2 separate regions of the Sus scrofa genome follow, and region 1 is linked to region 2. Evidence: chromatin contacts called from public Hi-C data. All regions are on one chromosome and are shown on one strand. The core of a region is the stretch at or near the end of the contact, and the rest is flanking DNA. Distances in the headings are between cores, read along the strand shown.

Region 1 (3,015 bases), core at 385-2,884, 320 kb before region 2:
TTTTTTTTTTCTCTCTCTGTCTTCTTTTTCCTCCTTTCCCAAATGACACTTAGGATGAGCCTGGGAAGCAGAAACAAGAGCCTGGGAACACTTTTTTTAAAGCTTAGAGAAAAACAGGGAAGAAAAGAAAAGATCAATAATTAAGTGGGGGCTGGGCAGCTAGCTGGCCAGACAGGTAAACCAAAAGAACCCAGGAGCTGGACACCGGAGGAAGCTGGGTCTCAGAGAAACTGGGCAAAGTTGGATGGGCTAAGTCTTCAGAATAGAGGCAGGAAGCGTGATGGAGAATTTCTCCTCTTCAAGGTACCTGCCTGGTGCTCCTTCAGAGCAGGAGAGAATGAGGGAGCACAGGTACTCAAACAAATCAGGATTTCTCTTTCTTTTTCCTCTTAAATCCAACACATTTTCTCCAGCTGGAATTATCCTCTGGTGGTGAGTGAGAGGTAAAGCAGCCCAGACCCACCCCTAGCCAGCGGCAGTAAGTAGCCAAAAGTTGGAAGAAGCATATACAACTGGTACCCAGCTTCCACAAGACGCCCCCCACCCGCACTCCCTAGGAACTTTACTCTCCCCTCAAGTGCTTTACTGTCCCCCTCTAATCTCTTTCTCGCTCTGATGCAAATCGTCACAGAACTAATGGTTTAGAAGTTCTCCTCAGAGTTAAGTCAACGACGGTGCCTTGTCTACGTGCTAGCAAGGGAGAGGGGGAAGGTGTCATTAAAAGGAAGAAATACAGGGACCCAAGCAGCGTCTTTTACATATTCCTTCTGCCTGAACGCCTCTCAAAATCTAAACGTGTAGAGACCCAACGTGGAAGAACAGTCAGTGTCACCTCCCCAGGGCTAAAGAGGAAACAGAGGACTGGGGATTAGGAGAAGAGGTGAAGGAAATGGTTCAAAGTTTTTACCTTAAAGAAGTGGGTGCTGTTCCAGGACACAGAAGGAGGGTGCAGCTCTGGCAATACGATGGGGCAGGTGGGTGCAGTGAGGGGCGCCACCACACTCCCAGCTGCCTTCCAGCTGTCAAAGCCAGAGCTCGCACAGGTTTACACGGGTTTGTGCGCAGCAGTCTTGGCCGGATGGTGGCCACTTCCGGACTCACGCCCACGGCCGGCCGGGGGCACTGGAAGAGGGTGGAGACCGGCAGGAGTGCAGCCCAGGTACTCCCAGGTCGCTCAGAGCGTCTCCAGGATTTCTGAGTCGCCGAGTCTAGGGCGTGCGCTCCAGGCCCAGTCTAGCGAGCTGGTTTTCAAAGGAAGTTTGTGGGTTTTCTTTTTTCTTCTTTCTCTCTCTCTCTCTCTCTCTTTCCCGTCGGGACAAAGAAAAATCAGTCAAGGACAAGCTTCTGGGAGGAGGAGGAGCCAGGCCAGCACTGGAGGATTTCCATTAGGGCTTTCTGACCTGGTCAGCAGCTTGGTGATCAGCAGTGAGAGAGAGAGAAACAGGAGAGAAAAACAACAGACCCTTTCTCCTCCCTCCGCCTGCCGCTGGAAGGGACGGAGCGCTTGTGCCTCTCTGGTGAGAAGAGGGAAAAGCAAGGGCCCTTGCTGAGTGGGGAGGAGGAGCAGGGCCGGACAGCAGCAGCTTGTTGGATCTGGGCTTTCTCTCTAGGTACAAAAGTCCTTTGCTCTGGATCCACAGAGGCAGGCCAGACAGCGTGATATTAGCATAATTACTCATTTAAAGTGAAAAATCCTTATCCTTTCAAAATCCTTACTATATCTCTTTTTTGTTTGTTTTTTGTTTTTTAGGGCCGCACCTGCGGCACATGGAAGTTCCCAGGCTGGGATCTAATCAGATCAGCAACAAAGGATCTGAGCTGCATCTGCCACCTACACCACAGCCTACGGCAATGCCAGGATCCTTAACCCACGGAGCAAGGCCAGGGATCGAACCCGCAACCTCATGGTCCCTAGTCGGATTCGTTTCCGCCGCACCGCAACAGAAACTCCCTCACTTTTTTTTTTTATAGTTAATAATGATTTTTATTTTTTCCATTATAGCTGATTTACAGTGTTCTGTCAATTTTCTGCTGCACAGCAAGGTGACCCAGTAACACATACACGTATTTGCTCACTTTTTTAGTCTAGAAACCAGTTGGGCTATGCCCCTGGTAGTGCAGAGAGGGTGTGTAAGAAGCCCCAGGCTCTGGGAAGAGTGAAGCAGGGAGAAAACTAGCTGAGCAAGCAGGAGCTTCAATATCCCTCTGCTCCGGTCCTTGTTCCCACCACAGGCCTCAGCTTCTCATCTATCACCTCCTCTCAATTCCGAGCTTGGGGAGCAGGAAAAACTGGTGTGAGGTTGGTGGTAGGAAACAAAGGGATTCATTAATAAATGAGGGAACATTTGATGAAAAGAGTACATTTATCACGGAGTTCCCATTGTGGCACAGTGGTTAACGAATCCGACTAGGAATCATGAGGTTGCGGGTTCGATCCCTGGCCTTGATCAGTGGGTTAAGCTGTGGTGTAGGTCACAGACAAGGCTCAGATCCCATGTTGCTGTGGCTCTGGCGTAGGCCGGCGACTACAGCTCCGATTAGACCCCTAGCCTGGGAACTTCCATATGCCACAGGAAGCGGCCCTAGAAAAGGCAAAAAGACAAAAAAAAAAAAAAAAAAGCACATTTTCTGCAGTATTCTGCACTACCCTGGGGCTGGAAGGTGGTAGTTAAATGTGGTTGGAACCCAACTCTACATTCTGAAAGGTTCCCCCAAGCTCTACTTACATGGCTGCTCCAGGATGAAACTTCAAACAACTCTGAAGGCTGCAGGGGCATTTGGAACAATTAGGGAGGCAGGTGAGCAGAAACCCAAGTTACAACAGTCCGGAAAAAGAAAGAGAATTTGCTGACGCTATAGAAAAAAAGAGGCTATAGAGTTGTAATGGCAGCAACTGGAGTTGGCAAGAGGCTGTAGGAATTAAGAAGAGAGGCCAAAGATTATTACGATGTTTTCATATTCCAATATTTTTATAACATGGATAATCACAAAATTGTGATTGCAATGGGACCGTTT
Region 2 (2,956 bases), core at 405-2,904:
CCAAAACTCTAGCTGACTTAGTAACTGTCACATGGGAAAAAGACCTCAGAAATGATTTGAGGCTGGGTGCTCACTATGCCCTGAGGAGCCCTTATGGGCCACTAGGATGAGAGGGGGAGTGGAGGGGGTCAGCTCTGATTTTATTTCTATGCGGCTTTTACACAAGAGGTCACACAGACGCTCAAGGGGAAAGTGATGGCAACTTGCAAAGCCAGTTACTTCTGACAGGGCAGACAACATACCTCTCTCACAGAGAACTTTCCTACCGATAGCCTCACTATCATTCTCCACCAACTGCATCTCTCTATTGCCCTCTTCCCCCAAATACTCACCAGGATTCCCTCTACTTTGTTCTGCACGGCCTTGCTGTGGAGAAGAAGAGAAAGCTGGAGGTCATACACAAAAATTTTCCCCATCCCTGGGTCTTTCTGCCAGGGAGAGGAAGAGGGCTGAAAAAACCAGCAGGTGCTCAAGAACTGCTATGATGATGAAGACGCTCCCCTGATGGGATACACTTGCTTGGGGAATGGCAGATTGTCGAGAGAGACAGTAAGTGCTTACAGGGGTGGATACCCAGGTCTGGAATGAGGTTTGGAGATGGTGATGAGTACTTACGAAATGGTACCTCGGAGCCTCTGAAGAAGGGTGGTGGGTTCCCCTGCCTCGGCACTACCTGAGGGGGCCCTTCCCCCTGTCTTTGGGCTTTTAGCATCAGGTTCATCTTCTGCCATCCTGGCATGAGGGCTAGAGGTGAGAGAAGACAGGACATGAAGATTTAACTTCCTTTCCCCTCATGGAGGCCCCAGGACCACTCCTCTCCTCTCTACCCAGAAAGAGAGACAAGCAGAAAAAAAAAAAGCCTCAGAATTGCTCCAGTGGTCTTTTTTTCTTCCCCACCACTTATCTTTTCCAAACGTTATAAATTCTTCCAGTACTTCTCCAGGCCCATCTATACCCCAAGAGATCTTTGCCATCTCCATTCTATCTGCCCCACCTTTCTGCAGTCTGCTAAAAGTGGAAAACCGTAAAGGAAGAGATGGGGGTTTGGGAATCACGTTAGAAATTTTCCTTTCTGCTTCTGACCCCGCTACTGCCATCCTTCCTTCCCCTCAAAAACAACCACCACAAGACAAAGTTCTTTAATTCTCTAATATAGTCCGCATCACTGAATCGGCCTGGGAGGTTAGAAAGGATACGAACATATTCTGCCTTCCAGGCTTGGAAAAAACTGGGCCCAAGTTCTCATTATTTAATCTCGCCACGGCTTCCCCCGCAGCTCCCCCTCCCCACGTCGCAGGCCCCTACGTCACCTCCCTCAACATCCCATCCTGATGCGCGCCCCCACTTCCCTCCCTTCCCCCTCTATTCAATCCCTCGTTGCAGCAAAGTGGGGGGGAGGGGGAGTTCAGGGCTGCGGAACTCCTGGGCTGGGCGTATGAACCCGGTAGGGAGAATGGGGTCCCAGACTCGGGGCACGTGCACATGGGTGAAGAAGCCGTTGAAAATACAGCCAAAATATTTTTCTGCGCTCCTCCCAACTCATATTGCCCCCTCCCTACCTTTCAACAGTCGCCTTCCAACACAAGCAACATTAAAGGTAAGGGAGAAAGAGAAACTACCTCGTAGCCACCTTCACTTCAGCCCAGCCCCACGGTCCTGGCCCAGCGGGCTCGTGCGTTGCTTTATTTTCTTTTTTCTGAATGGCTGGAACAGCCCCGATCTGCCTAGATACTCGTACTGCCCGCTCTATCATTGGTCGTTGCTGCCACCCGGAGACAGTAGGCGCCGGTCTCGTACCGGCGGCAGCTAAAGTCTGCCTGGTAACAGAATCCGATTGGTCAATAGGGGAGGGAAAATCCAAAGTTGGTCTTATTTGAGTCAAGAGGGGGAAGTCCGGGTTAGGTTTCGGTTAAAACTGGGGTCGGTTGGGACTGCCGGTCCCAAGAGGTTCTTCTCTTAAAGGGACCGCAGGACGAAAGACTGGGCGCTCGGCTTCTTTTGGAGCTTTCTTTTCTCGTGCCGTCTTTCAGTTTTGCTTTCGGTGATCGCAGCTACTGGAAGAAAAGACTCAATGGATGATAAAATCACTAGAAAATTATAGGAAGTAGTGATGGAAGTTCGATATGAGCTCACATTACCCACTTCTGATGAAAAACAAGTTGAACCATTGCCCCCACCACCCAACACAACCAAATAGACACAACAAACCTGCAAACACAGGCTCACATTACTCATTGATGGAGGCCTCCAAACCTCAGCAGCTGTACCACATTAAACTAAAGTGCCTTTAGTGTTCATAAGTTTCCCGTGTGTACTTTATTTTCTTCCAAAGAGTTGTTAATGCCTTTGCATCCCCACAGTTCTGCACTCAGTGAACACTGGAATTTTGACTGACTCCCCCAGAGGGTGCTGGATGCCCACAGGAACTGACCTTTTTCTCTTCAGAGAACATTGTTACTGAAAGGTCATGAGTTCTTAACCCTCTTAGTTAAGGCTTTTTAAGGCCAAGAGTCAAATAAATTCAAGGGACTCTCTGGCATGAAAAATGCAGGTACAGACCGAGTGGTGCATCTAAGGTCAGAAGTCACGGGGACTCCAGGTTAGCCACGCTGTGAATGGACAGTATTTTTTTTTTTTTTTTTTTTTTTTTTTTGCACAGCAGCTATGTTACACACAAAGCCATATTTGTGATCCTGACTTATACATTCTCCAGTCTCATCATCACTGTGCTTTTGTAAAGAGGCTGGCAATGTTGCCTGATCTCATTACCATGGCCCATTGGAGCCTCCATTTCCCTACTACCAGCTTCCTGGAGGGAACCCAGGGGATTGATTGCAGAGTTGGGGGAATGATTGCAGAGTTGCGGGAATGAGGATATACTGGAAAGAAGGTTTTCTAGTAACAGCTAAAATGTATTTGGTGGATACTGTGTGCCAGACACCATACCAAATATTAA

Evidence for each region. Hi-C and Micro-C count contacts between places; a contact is called where the count stands out from the background.
Region 1: a contact with region 2 is called in a Hi-C map of liver, with 4 times the contacts expected there. A contact is called at or near these places in 1 of 47 Hi-C or Micro-C datasets (liver) and 1 of 2 datasets of targeted methods (alveolar macrophages).

The regions. Positions count from the first base shown.
Region 1 is chr4:98,217,235-98,220,249 of Sscrofa11.1, reverse strand. It overlaps MINDY1 (ubiquitin carboxyl-terminal hydrolase MINDY-1), which reads right to left and starts at 1,634. Exons shown (of 10, transcript XM_001929665.7): 1 at 908-1,634. PRUNE1 (protein prune homolog) reads left to right here and starts at 1,388. Exons shown (of 9, transcript XM_013997183.2): 1 at 1,388-1,517.
Region 2 is chr4:97,901,168-97,904,123 of Sscrofa11.1, reverse strand. It overlaps RFX5 (DNA-binding protein RFX5), which reads right to left and starts at 1,654. Exons shown (of 10, transcript XM_005663455.2): 1 at 1,560-1,654; 2 at 616-744; 3 at 333-366. The coding sequence starts at 731.